2 separate regions of the Ovis aries genome follow, and region 1 is linked to region 2. A link is a contact called in public Hi-C data. All regions are on one chromosome and are shown on one strand. The core of a region is the stretch at or near the end of the contact, and the rest is flanking DNA. Distances in the headings are between cores, read along the strand shown.

Region 1 (7,574 bases), core at 145-2,644, 310 kb after region 2:
TCGGGTAACTATTTTTGGTTCTCAGCTGGGTTAGTGTAATCATATTCTCCAGAGGGGCCTTGGAAATATGTGTTCATGGTTGTAACAATTGGGAAATATTCTAGGCATTTTGTGGTTGGACTAATGACGTTGAATATCTTGCATGCAGACCAATCCCTTTGAACAAAATCTAAACCACCCGAAATATCAATATAATCTTTATTGCAAAATACTGAAGTTTTAAGCAAAGAAGATACATGTTGTGATTCGTATATTGGAGAGATCACCTTGGCAGCATTACTCAGGGAAAATTTTTAACCTGAGTGAAACTGACAATGGAGAGGTTAGAACAAAATTGGAGAAAATGAAACAGGGAATGAGAAGTCAATGTAACTGAAGATGGAGAAAGAGATGAACTCGAAGGTATGTAAGAAATAGAACCAACAAACTCTGATTCAAGAGTGAGAGAGTGAGGCAGCAAGAGATTTATAGGAGCCATCACATCAAGGAGTTGTTAAAGCTTTGGGTGGAAATGGAATCACTCAAGAAGGATGTCAGAGGAGAGCAGTGAGCCAGAGCAGATACTGGGAAATGTTGCTGTTTAAGGGGAAAAGAGAGAATGAAAAGTTGTTTTCCTATTACTAGGAATATTATTTCTTGGTTATAGTGTCCTGAACCTTGGTTGTTAAAGGTATGAGATGAACTCTGGAAAAGCTTGCCAGAAGCCTTCCTTGGTGCTTGTCAATAAAGTAGTTCCTCATTTTTACACTTTCATGACTAAATTCAAGAATACCAATAGAAAGACATATGAAGAAAGATGAACGTTCCGGTTGAAAATCAATCTAAACAAAGACACCAGTAAGACCATTATAATAAGGAACCCTGAAGATGAAATTGTACTAATTAAGCATAATCCTATATAATTCATGCTTTTAATTCTCGGCTGGATTTTATTTTGATGCCTTTAACAAACACTTCAAAAGATACTTAATTCATATAGATGTCTTACCATGGGACTCTCTTATAAGTTAAAAAAAAATCAAAACCAAAAAAAGTGCGTTTATTTTTTCAAGGAAATGATTCACCGCAATTTAAGGAGTGTGTAACAAAGGCCCATGTATATAAGCAATTATGGTTAAATGCCATCAATACTATATGAAATTGGTCTGCACATATGTGAAATAAAATAAATGTGGCTCCATATGGTAAATAGAGGAAGGTAGAACTGCAATGTGAACAATTTTCCCAAGAGTTGAGACTGTTATGAGATAGATCTTATAATGAGAGGCAGCTGGAGGTACAGAATGACCACAATTGTTAGTCACTTTAATGAGAAAAAAATGCAACAGAAATTGAAGACATCTGTAGTCCAAATGTAAGCCCTGAAGATTCAGATAGGAAGCTGCAGTCCAAGCCCCTCCCAGAGACATCTGACAAGTTTCTCTGTGTAGTGCTGGGCTCTGTGGGTTCTTTCAGCCTTGACTCCTTCAAGTCCGTGCTCTTGCTGATGCCACGGAGGAAAGTTTCCAGGTGGTTTAAGTTCAAGACAGGATGTGAAAATCAGACCCAAATCATTTTTATCAACAGCACAAATGATAAGCCCCCTTCTGTTTCGTTTCCTCCGTCTCCTCCTCCTCTGTCTCCCATGAATTAATCACCGAATTAATCACAACCTTAGTCCTCAAAATTAAACCCTCCTTTTCTTAAACCGCTAAGAACCACAGGATGCCAAATCCGACTCTTGGTGATGCTTTCTCCCCATCACCCCTCTCCCCACAGACGCACTGTACTGTCCTTTTCCCCTTTCCTCTGGAAGCTTTGCTCCCTAATGGTTTTGTTCTGGAGCCAGATGATTTCATCGACCATCTGTATAAGGACACTTTCCAAATCTACTTAGCCGCCCCTGACCTAGTATACTCCAATCAGCCACACATTTTATCATGTTCAACCACCCTTCCAAATGAATCACTGTCATGGTGAACTGCCACGTAGAGGGTGGTGAGTAAGACTGGAGTTGTGTAACTTTCCACTGAGCTCGTCTGTGTTAAGTAGAAACATCTCTCCATGACTTCTGATGTCCTTCTTTTGCTGTCCTCATTTTCCCCTCTTAACCCAATTTTCCCAGCAAGTATGTCCACATTCTGTGAGTCTTTTCTCAGTCTAGTCTTTGAAAATAAATGTGCTCCTTTCCGTGCCAAGGTTCCTTAGTCTCATCCTCTTCTTCCCCACAATGTCCACTCATCCTTCTTCCTTCCATAGTAGGTTTTGTAAGTATCTCCTCTTCGGCTGTAAAATCCGATTCTGTTTCACTTGACTTCCCTTGACCTTGTGCATTCCTCAAGCAAAAGCCTTCCAATATTTAAAAGGTTTATATGGGTTTACATTGAGATGCAGATTAAGGGGAAAAAAAAAAAGGGACAAAGCCTATTGCTTTGCTAAGCTCTTTGGTCCAGACTTTACTTCCAGCCTATTTCTTACACCACCACATGAAACCCATGCTTCATCTGAAACCAGGCTAATATAAGCTGCCAAATATTTCACATAGCCTGTCCCAAGGGCCTCCAAGTAGATATGATGGTTCCTTTCTTGTGTCCTTAAGTGCCTTAGATCTCTCTAACACAACTTACTACTTTGAGTCTTGTGATAGGTTATTTTCTAAATTTCATGGAATCTCATTCTCCTTGAAGCTTCTTGAGTACTTGGTTCTGAGGTTTATTAATTGCTCAACAATGTTGTGGATAGAAATAAATAGATTTAAGTAGCCTGGATTCTTCACTATCCTGTGAGCATGGAATAAGCATTCCTAATTTGATTTCTCCTCTTTTTCTTGTTTCCTGAAGTGTCTTTCCTTTTCTCTACAGTTTACCAAAATCTTACCCCTTCTTTATTGCACAACTCAAGTTTTATCTTCTTAACCAAGACTGTTATAACAATATAATCATCACTGGCCAATTCCTTTTCTCATCTACTAGCTATATCTCGGATGGTTGGCCCAGTGTAATATAGCACTTAATTGTTCATCATGTTGAAGGCTTTTGTACCTTTTTGTATGGGTTCAACTTATCTTTTCTAGACAAGACATTCCTAAGGAGGAATCATATGTTATATTTCCCTTTAGTGTTTGGCAAAGTGCTGAGAATGGAGTAGGAGCTCATAGTAGGTAATGTGTTGCTCCATTCATAGTCTCTCTTTAAAGTTAAAGCATCAGCTCCTGGAAATATTGTTACTGATGACTCACAGGCATGCTCCTCAATGAAAGTTTCTTTCAGTCAACAAGACTGCCTTATAGAAGGTCCTCCCACTCCCTCCACCTTCCAGATTCTGGCCAGAGTCGATGACCACCTGAGCCAAGGATACACAGACACATCCCTCTTACTGTGAATTACAACCACTCTGAAAGGTCATCTTGGTTCCAGAGCTTCTTTTGGATTGTCCTAGTGTCAATTATCGGAGAAGGCAATGGCCCCCCACTCCAGTGCTCTTGCCTGGAAAATCTCATGGACGGAGGAGCCTGATAGGCTGCAGTCCATGGGGTCGCTAAGAGTCAGACACTACTGAGTGACTTCACTTTGAATTTTCACTTTCATGCATTGGAGAGGGAAATGGCAACCCACTCCAGTATTCTTGCCTGGAGAATCCCAGGGACCAGGGAGCCTGGTGGGCAGCCATCTATGGGGCCGCACAGAGTTGGACATGACTGAAGCGACTGAGCAGCAGTAGCAGCAGCAGTGTCAATTATACGTTGGTCAGCCTCTCTTCTATTCAAATGTGACTTTCTCTGTCTTCTGAGATGATTCCCCATTAAATATGCATCTAAGTTGTCATCTTAGAGCATTCCCAGGGAACCCAGTCTAAAACAGAGCTTAAATCTTTTTGTTATTTCTCCCACCTATTTAATTATGAAATATCTCCTTTTCAAAATTGAAACAAGCATATTATTGCTTTCCCATTGTCACTAAAAACTGTGAAATATAATAACCCCCATTTATAGATTTTATGGAGCACGTAGTGTAGCCTTTTTTCTGTTAATAAATATCAGGTTAAAAGATGCCAAGTCATGTAGTGTGTTTTAGTGAAAACATTCAGGAGTTTAAAGGAAAACATTTTTTGAACAAGATTTAAAGAGGTGAGAAGGAAAAGGAGAAGGAAAAATATAATCAGATAAGAATTTGTTTAAAAAATATTGGCTATAGATGATTGCTTCTTTTTAATCTTTACGGCATTAACTCTACAAGTGGTTCTTCAAAAATTTCTGAAAACCTCAGTTGTGGTAAACTGGGAAACAAAGATTTGGGAAGAGCTTTCATGTATGTTCCATAATATAAAATATTTTCACTGATGTGTATCAAGCTCAGGGAGTTATGACTCAATGGAGAGTTATGTTTGAACCAATAAAGTTTTTCACGGTTTATGACTTACTTTTAAAAATAAGTACATTCCTCTAAGATAGAAGTCAGACAAGTAAAATTTTAATACAAACTAGATAAAAGTACAGTTACTTTGATGTTATTTCTAACTTTGGAGCCATTACTTTAACTTTTCCCTATATTTTTCCAAATTTTAACCCAAATAAAATTGTTTTTCATGGATAAAATGGTATTGCGCCAAATGAAATAACCAGTATACAAAACTGCACATGTAGTTTGTCACAATTATATCAGCATATATAAAGAAGATTTTAAGGAAGTATCCACTGATGTGAGATGAAGATAACTAACTTTTCTTCTTATTTTTCTCCAATTTTCAGAAATGCTGTTAATGACTGTTAATTTCATCCTTGAGGATGAAATTTTATAAGTGAAATAATTTTTGCTTAAATGTTACCTTGAAGGTAAAGAGAATTGTATTCAATTCTTCATCAACAAAGAGATAATAAAGTGATACTATAACCATGAATTAGAAGGTTTGATAATATAATTATTTGACATCTATAGGACATAGGAAAACTGATATAACCTCACCTGATCTCACTTTTTAAAATCCATACTTAGTGGCCTTGGGATATATCAACCTTAAGTTTCCTTATCCTCTTGAAGTGCTATAATTCTGAAATTTAAGTAACAAACATTTGTATTCACTTGACACCTAGATCATTACACTTTCCTGCTCTCCCTTCATTCCTACTCCATCTCCTTAGCTGCTTCATCCTCACTTCTCCAACCAGTAAATATTCCTATATTCCAGAGTTCAGTTTTATGTTCTCCTTTCTTTCCACACTCAATTACTTTATGATTTCACCCACTTCCATAGATACAAAAACCATGCATATGCTGAAATTCCTAAATTTATTTCTCTAACTTGGACCTTTCCTCTAACTTTTAGATTTATATATAATTTCTAACTCATCAAGTTTACGTAGGTGATTGACAGGCATTATAATTTAACATGCCCTGTTTTGTTAATTCTTTTGTGGTGGTTTAGTTGCTAAGTTGTGTCCAACTCTTGCGACCCCATCGACTGTAGCCTGCCAGTCTCCTCTGTCCATGGGATTCTCCAGGCAAGAATACTGGAGTGGGTTGTCATTTCTTCCTCCAGGGGATCTTCCTGACCCAGGATTAGACCTGGGTCTCCTGCCTTGCAGGCAGATTCTTTACTGACTGAGCTAGAGGGAAGCCCTGTAAACTCTTTTATCTTCTCAAATCTTTTACCGTGATAATCTCATCCATCTTCTTGTTCAGGTATTCAATTGTAGCTATTAGCAATTCTCCAAGTTACTCAGGCCAAAACTTTTGAATCCATGATGGCATCTCTCATTCTCTTAGACCACACTTCCAATTTGTTAGCACTTCCTGTTGCCTCTGTATTCAAAATAAATCCATAACTCCACTACTTTTCATCACTTCCACTATTGCCTTCCTGGTGGAGGTTACCATGATCCTTGGCCCAGATTATTGCTCGAGACTCCTAACTACTCTCATAGATTCTGCTCCAACATGCTGCTGTCTCAAGAGAGCAGATGCAGCAACATTCTAAATCCATAAGCCAGATTGTGTCATCCACTTGCTCAATGGATCCTCATCTCACTGAAAGCAAAGGCAAAAATCCTCACAGCAGCCAAATGAAAGTAGGCTGGTCACATAGTATTATCAAATCAGAATACTTATGAGAGTCCCCAAATCCTCAATGCTACGAAACATAGAAAGAATTTGCATACACTGGAGTTTTCCCCAGCAAACCTGGACCTTTGGTTATCCTTCCTATATTATGCCATACAATCTGTTTCCCTCACTATTTCTCATTTATTTGGCTTAGTTGTGGCATGCGGGATCTTTTCTAGTGGCATGCAGGCTCTCTAGTTGTGGCCTACAGGCTCAGTTGTCCTGTGGCATGTGAGATCTTAAACTGTAGACCAAGGATTGAACTTGCATCTCCTGCATTGCAAGGCAGATTCTTAATCACTGGACCACCAGGGAAGTCACTCCCTCACTATTTCTGTCATCTTTTCTTGTACTAGTCTCCCATGTGCTAACTCTGCCTCGAACATGCTGCCTTTGCTCTTCTTTGAACCCACCAAGAACATCCCTCTCTCAAGGCCTTCGCAATTGCTATTCACTCTGCTTGGAATGGGGGCTTCTCAGGTGGTGCTAGTGGTAAGAACCCACCTGCCAAAGGCAGGAGACAGACCAAGTTTTGATCCCTGGGTCGGGAAGTTCCCCTGGAGGAGGCGTGGCACCCCACTCCAATATTCTTGCCTGGAGAATCCCATGGACAGAGGAGCCTGGCAACCTATGGTCCATAGGGTCACAAAGAGTTGGACATGACTGAAGTGACTTACCACATACTGCTGGGAGTGATCTTCAAGATCCTCAAGAATATTGCTTGTCTCACGAAAATAATTTGAAAACTTATTGGGGGTCTTAGTTAGACCATAAACTATATGGTCTTTAGTTCCATGAAATGCAGATACAGATTTGTGAACTATCTTCAATGGAAGTGATAACTAAAGATGTGGAAATAGATGAGACTGTCAGGGAGAGATACTAGAATGACTAATCCATCTAGTGACTGGATAGAGGAAGAAGAGAGAGAGGAGGGATGGTCAAGTAATGGTAGGAAATTCACTTACAGTAGGATATTTTCTCAATGAATGGTACACAGTAGATGACCAGTGGCTTACTAAATAAATCCACGCTCATACGAAATAAGCATGAATTAGCATCATCCTGGATGTACATAATCAAAATCCCAACTCAAGCTGACTGTGACATTCTAAATATCTAGGAATTGGTGATAATTTATAATTACTCTTCAGTAATTTCTTCCAAGAATTGCATTTTCTTTTCCCTAGTGTGTCTATATGGCAGCTTAGATTCCTTTTGTAGAAACAGTTTAATAAGCATTTTATAATAAGCATTTTAATAAACATGTTTATTTACATGGTTAGAGTCTTAGTTCTAAGTTATATTGCTTGAGTTAGAATCTTTGCCCTCCCTCTTACTAACAAGGTGAACTTGGGCATTTACCAAAGTCTCATGCCTTATTTTCCCTTTTTTGGTTAATATGAAGATAATAACCCCCACAGGATATTAAAGTGAGTGATATTAATGTGTAAAGTGACTAAAATGGTGCTTGACCCCTGGTAATTGCCCTGTAGC
Region 2 (7,284 bases), core at 1,425-3,924:
ACTTTCTTGTGTTGACTTTCCTCGTGCATGACAAGATGTTGGGCCCTAATACTTTGGAATGTTATTACCTTAAAATAGTAGGATGAAAAATACACAACACTTTGCTTTACTTAAGTATACAAGCACCATTTTCTCCATATGGTTATTGACTGTGTTCTTTTCAGAGCTATCTTATGAGTGAGGCCAGTCTAAGGGGGTCTATGCCTTTGGTTTTATTTATTTTTTTTTTGCTGTCTCAATATCATTAAAAACTTGCAAATTATGGGTATCCTAAGAAATACATTGATCTTCAGTTCAGCCTTGTACTTATGTTCTTTCCGATCCTTCTCCGACACCATGAGAGAAAATTAGTAATTTCGCTTTCATGCAATACATATGTACCTCAAACATTACCCAGTTGATTTACATGTCATTTTGTATTTTCATTAATTTATGTAGTTGTTTCCAATTAGACCTCTGCTCCTCAGGTCTCTTTTTTTTTTTTGCATTCCTGAGTGCCTAGGTTCATAGTAAGTAAAGATAAATATTTATATAACATGAATGAATCAGCCAGCTAATTATAGGCCATGAGGTACCTTGACATGAAACTCAACTTGACCACTACTAAAAATTTTTCTCCTATGGGTGCAATACTGCATTTGGTTTCCTTAATTTTTTTTTTTTTTTTTTTTTACTAATTGACATTTCTAGGTTATTTTCTAAAGGCAAGTATAAGTTTCTGAGTATGTACTCTGAGAGCATCAGTATGTAACTCTGTGGTCAGGGTAGACCGATTTTGTGATGTCATTCTCAAAGTTTCCACTGTATGATGGAGTCCATTTGCTCTAACCGCAAGTTAGAGTGTCTTGTTTTCTACCATACCTGGAGATTGTAACCCAAGGAATGTCCAAAATGGTGTATCAAATTAAGGAAGCTTCAAAAATGTTTATTACCAGGGATCTCTTTTTTGAATTATTTGTAAACCAGCATCATCAAAAAGTGCGTATCAAGCACTGACATCCTGAGTACTCTACCTGAGTATATCCCCCAGTACCGTACCAGTTAAGCTGCAATGCCTACGCAGACCCAATCGATGTAATACCCGATGTCCTATTTTTACAGGAGTCTTTTCAATTCTGTTATTTTATTTGTCTATAATTCTCTTTGATTTAAAATTGAATATGACTTTTAGTTATTGTCCATTCCTTTATCACTTTTAATTTTTACCATACAATCCTGAAAAAAGCATTTTCTTGGATACTTTCTCCCTGCCTTGCCCTTTCATGTTTACGTGAACTAGCCAAGTTTCATGTCCAAACCATCCTTTCTTTCTGTGAAAATATAGATGTATTAAAGTATCACCAGATAAGACATAATGGTATTATAGCTTTTACATTGCAAGAGGGCTAGGGGATGTGATCTAAAACATAAGTGAAGATTTTATTCACAATAGAGAATGTTGGGTTATTTTGTTAGTAACCGAGTCCAGCTATGTTGTGTGGTTTTGAGAAAATTATTTCATGTTTCTGAGTTTCCATGTCCTTAAAATATGGTGAGGATTAGAAATAATATCTGTTGAGCATCTTGCAAAGCTGAAATAGACTAGGCACTAAAAATGGCAGCTAATAGCAGAATCTACAGCTGTAAGAAAATGAGAGAAATAATTTTGTCTAAGCTTGGTATATATGTGACATTCACATTGCCCTTTGACATTTGTATTGCTTACTGCAGACGCTGCTAGTTGGTCAGCAGCTTTTTCATTGAGTCTGGATGCAGCTTTAGGATTATTTAAAAGCAGCCATTGCCGATTAACCAAAGCAGGAAAATGAGTTGAAATCCAGTTTCCATCTCTCATGTAGCCCAGGCCTTTAGTATTATGGAAGAGAAAACTGAGGCTCAGATAGGCTATGCGATTTCCTCACAGTGACACGTTTAGTGAGTGGTCAGAACCCACATTAGAAGTCAGAACTCTTAATTCAGTTCTTCCCCACTGCAAGACCTTTTCATTCATCTTCTTTTATAATAACCAGAGTTGGGATTCGGTATCAGTTGCCATCTTTTTTCTTGAGCAAATAAATTGATTCATGATTTTCATATTTATTAGTTTACTCAAATGAGCTCCACTGACCGCTTTACACTGGAGATTTTATGTGATTTTTAAAAGCCATACTGTTTGATTCAAACCTTCTGTTCTATTGGCTTTCAGAAAACAAAAAGCCTGAGGGTCAGCAGATGTTGAAGGAAGCATCATTAATGTAAACAATTAGATAATTAAGAAGAGATTTCCAAAGCAAGAGTAACTTCAAACATTTTCCATGTACTCTCCTTTGCTCATTTAACCTTTTTTTTTTGTTGTTGTTTTTCCTGGTATGGATATTATGCTGTAAATTTTGTGTTGGAGTCCACTGAAGCTGGCAACAGTTAATCCTTCTTTTTACTGCGGACATGCTCATGCTTGCTGACAGCTACGAAATTAATTTGGATTTACTTAGCTAAAGGAAAAACAGGATGAGAAAAGACAATATGAAGTCTCTTTTTCTCATCACTTATGCCTCCACCCCCACTGTTTTTTGTTTGTTTTAGTTACTTTTCCAAATATTCTCTCATTTTTCCCATGTTCTGTGTTCACTTAAGCAAAGCTGCTAATAGCACAGATGACAAACAGGAGTTCCAGAAGTGCTGACTCATCACAGCAGAAGTCCAGTGGTTTGGCAGGAGACTTCACTTCAAAATGTTGAGGCTGGCCATTTTCAAAGTAACTCCACAGCAGCAGATGTCACTGTTGGTCTATTTTAACTTTGGGGTGCTTGACAAATAGTGTTTGCACATGAGCACATGAGCCCAGTAATCCCAAATTTTAGTTACCATAGTCTTGTGGGACACTTCATGCTTGTTTTTAGCACGAATATAAGGGCCAATTTCTTACGCTTGGAACCTAATATAATTACACAGAACTTTTTTTTTGAGATATAGTGTCAATTACATTAAACATTTAATGTTATGATTATGTTTATACCAGTGCCACTTTCCTTTTCTAATAGAGATCTCTTCCACAATGTCCAAATTTTCTTTGTTTTTTCCCTCTTTCTGCATGTCATTCCTTAAGCATGGGAGAGCTTTTACTTTTCTGCTCAAACATGCTTGCCTGTTCATGCATAAATCATGTGTAAGTCTTATATTCTCTAAGATACTTCAACATTAATATTCTTGCTGTTAACTACAGTGCCATTGACATTCACTTTTCTGAGTAAAGAAGTGGTGTCAGTTATTTCCCTACTGTCTCTGTGTCCTCCTTTTTGCCTCTATTCTGTGATGCTAGGCCTATGACTCTGCAAACTCCATTCCTCAGATTTCTTCGCTGCATTCTTGACAGCATTAGGGTGGGCTGCAGTCCATGGGGTTGCGAAGAGTCGGACATGACTTAGCGACTTCCCTTTCCCTTTTAAAAGTATTGGAGGTGAGTAGCAGGAAAGGATGTAAGACTTCCTGCTTTTGAATTTGAACCATTCTTCTTGGCCTCAGTTCCAAAATGGCACTTTTCCTGAGCATCAGCTAGTGGCCACAGCTGTGGAAGCGACTCCAGCCTCCAGCTCCTTGTGGCTCTTCCAGAGCTAGTCTCATTGTATTCCCTCAGAGGAATTAGCCCCAGCTAGACCAAGCCCCTTCCTTAAAGCATCAAATCTGGGCACTTGTTCTAGTTCTTAGGTTCTGCTTTTCCCCTGCTTTCCCCTTTTGGTCCCCTAAGCTCAGGCATTGTAGCTGCCTCCTGGGTTAACTCAGTGTTACCTTTTTGCTCTTTCTGCCCTGTAACACATGTGAAGACAATTCTTTCCATCAAATCTGTTCTGTTGAAATCCCTTCTGTGTGGTTTTTTGACAAATATTTGATGCTTTTGAACTGTGTTGTTGGAGAAGACTCTTGAGAGTCCCTTGGACTGCAAGGAGGTCCAACCAATCTATCCTAAAGGAAATCAGTCCTGGATGCTCATTGGAAGGACTGATTTTAAAGCTGAAACTCCAATACTTTGGCCACCTGGTGAAGAGCTGACTCATTTGAAAAGACCCGGATGCTGGGAAAGATTGAAGGCGGGAGGAGAAGGGGATGACAGAGGATGAGATAGTTGGATGGCTTCACCGACTCAATGGATGTGGGTTCGGGTAAACTCCGGGAATTGGTGATGGACAGGGAGGCCTGGCATACTGTGGTTCATGGGGTCACAAAAGTTTGGACAGAACTGAGTGAACTGAACTGATATATATACACACACACACACACACACATATGTAATAGATATGTCATATATATCCTTTGCCTCCCAGGTGGCTCAGACGATAAAGAATCTGCCTGCAATGCCGAAGACCTGGCTTTGATCCCTGGATTGGGAAGATCCCCTGGAGAAGGGAATGGTTAACCACTTCAGTATTCTGGCCTGGAGAATTCCATGGACAGAGGAGCCTGGCAGGCTATAGTCCATGGGGTTGCAAAGAGTCACATGTATATCACATGCATCATCACATATACACCACACATATCGTATATATAGCATATATATCACATATATCATATGTACCATCATGAACGTATCACATGGTAGAGGATGTATATCACATACATTTTCACTATGTGGTATCAAACATGCCATGTAAAATGTATAACGCCTCCACCATCGAAAGCAAAAGTGGGTGTTAACATTGATAGTGATATCTCCTTGAAAAAATATTTAATCATTGCCAGTGGAGTTCTAATTAGGTTTTATCCTAGTTTATACTCCATTTTACAGAAAGCACACCAGACCAGGAGAGATGAAGAGACTTGCTCCAGGTCTTACAAGTGAGTGGTTAGAAACCCGGAGCAGAACTGAATCTAATTTTCTTTCCTTTTCCTCAAGCTGACTTAGTTGCTCATGACTACATGTATTCCGTGCAAGGGTTTGTTCCCTTTTGGCCAGAAATGAGCATAAATAACATAATTAATCTAGGTTTCTTTAAATTAATAATGTATTAACATATTATACTGAGAACTTTCATTTGGAAGGACAGTGTTGGAGAACTTGTTGCCTTTTGAAAGTCAATTACTTTCTTATACTGCACATCTACTCATTCATTTATATTCTGTCAATTAGCTTATGATATATGTATTAACTTTTAATATATATTAATGTGAGGTAATGACATGTGTTAATGCGTTAGTATCACTTTTGACTGTCTTAGATCTGTTCTCGGAGAGAGAGAAAAGAACCATAGACTGTTGAAGACATCCAGATTACCTAATTCAGTGGTTCGCACACCATTGTATGTACATTAGAACCATTTGGGAACTTGAAAATGCCTATGTCAGCACCCACTCAGATCAATGGCATTGGAATCTCTGGGCATTGACACCAATGCCCACTGCAGACTAATCATACTGTAATCTCTGTAGGTGAGGCATCCAGTATTGAGGACCATTTGAACAGAAGTTGGCAAATATTTTCTGTAAAGGACTGGATTGTAAATATTTTTGGCTTTGGTAGTATCTATAACATATCCGGCCTTATGAACACAGCTACTCGACTGTGCCATTTCAGCACACAAGTAGCCACAGATAAACAAATGAACATGCCTGTGTTCAAATAAAACTTTATTTATGGACACAAATTTGAAATCATACCTTCTTGACCCCTGATCTCAAATAACTTCTCATTTCTTTAAAAAAGAATTCAGCTTTATTGAGGTGTAAGTGACCTTTAAAGTGGTAAGATATTTAAAATGTACATTGTGGTGATTTGGCATACATTTACATTGTGAAAGGATTCCCCCATCTATGCAGTTAATTACCACAAAGGTCACCTCACCTATTTACCTTTTTATGAGGACATTTAAGTTCTACTCTGTCAGCAGATTTTAATTATACAATACCGTGCAATCCACCCTAGTCACCATGTTGCACGTTAGATCCTCAGACCTTATTCATTTTTTAGCTGAAAGTTTATACTGTTTGACCAAGCTCTCTCTACATCCTCCACCCCCTAGCTCCTGGTGACTGTTTTTGAATTCTCTGTTTCTATGTGTTTGGCTTTTTATGTTTCAAGATTGCACATATAAGTATGCCATGTGGTATTTGTCTTTCTAGTGCCCTTAAGTTACCCACAGTTACATAGTTGCAAATGGCAGGATTCCCTTTTTCATGGCCGAGTAATATTCCACTCTGTGTGTGTGTGTGTGTGTGTGTGTGTGTGTGTGTGTGTGTGTGTGTGTGTGTGTTTCATATCTTCTTCTTTATTCACTCCTTCACTGATGCACACTCAAGTTGTTCCATCTTGGCTGTTGTGGATATTGCTGCAGCGAACATGGGAGTGCAGAGATACCTTTGATATCTGTTCATTTCCTTTGGAAACCTCTACTTTTTGACTTACTCTTCCAATTTTTAAATGTTAGAAACTAACTGCAAAAAAAGTCTAAAATACTATGTAAGTCAAACTGAACATGTGTTTGGTCTAGACCCAGCTTACCATATCTCTGCATAGTCTGACCCGCAGAAAAATCAAGGGAGAGATGTGTGTGGAACCTGGGAAAGGAACTACATTTTCAAAGAGATTGTGTGTGAGGGAAATGTCATCTGTAAAGGAGGGATGGAGGGTTGAGCTTGGGAGTAGAGTGGTGATGAGTTGCTTAAGGAGTCAGGGGAGATCAGGCCTCCCTCTATTAACATACTTATTATATGAAGGAATAACTTTTATTTGGATAATGCTAAAGTGTTTTATAATATTGTGCCTTTTCTCATGTCCATGTCTTTATAGTTATTGTCAGGAAACAAGCCTACAAGAACCATATATAGATGATGAAAATTATTAAAGCTAACTGTCTGGGACATGAGGGTGGGGGAAAGACAAGAATGTGGGAGCTGGTTGGGAGTAGAGAATAGGCCTTGGAGGTGAAGATACTGATCTGTAAATGGAGTGAAGTGGACTTAGATGAGTATGGGGAGAAAATACCTCATGAGTGATATTCAATACTTAGAACAGAAAGGGAGAACTGGGGCTAGACAAAAGTGGAGAATAGCCAGGAATCAAGTCCTGGTGGGCTGGGAGGTGACTTGGCAGTTTGGGTCAAAGTAGAAGCCAAGGTGAGATACTGAACTGGGTGGCCAAGATCAGAGCCAGAACTATTGAATACAGAGCCAGGGATCTGGAGGCAGTTTGGAAGGATCTGCAAGGAGGACTATGCCAGGAATATATACCCCCTGGTATGGGCGTTTTCGAATGGGAAAACTGTTGAGTTCATAATACATATTATGTAACATAGTAATTCTTCATTGGATATCCTT

What was found. Hi-C and Micro-C count contacts between places; a contact is called where the count stands out from the background.
Region 1: a Hi-C map of tail adipose tissue shows a contact between it and region 2, with 2.9 times the contacts expected there. The contact joins two enhancer-like sites. A contact is called at or near these places in 2 of 16 Hi-C or Micro-C datasets (skin fibroblasts and tail adipose tissue).

The regions. Positions count from the first base shown.
Region 1 is chr2:120,351,892-120,359,465 of ARS-UI_Ramb_v3.0, forward strand. No RefSeq gene overlaps it. Among named protein-coding and RNA genes, the nearest start is that of COL3A1, 47 kb to the right of the region's middle. Within about 2 kb of position 1,395, at least 10 of the 54 cell types and tissues checked have an H3K27ac peak or open chromatin away from gene starts, as enhancers often do. A contact at or near this core is called in tail adipose tissue, where this site is marked.
Region 2 is chr2:120,043,162-120,050,445 of ARS-UI_Ramb_v3.0, forward strand. No RefSeq gene overlaps it. Among named protein-coding and RNA genes, the nearest start is that of WDR75, 80 kb to the left of the region's middle. Within about 2 kb of position 2,675, at least 7 of the 54 cell types and tissues checked have an H3K27ac peak or open chromatin away from gene starts, as enhancers often do. A contact at or near this core is called in tail adipose tissue, where this site is marked.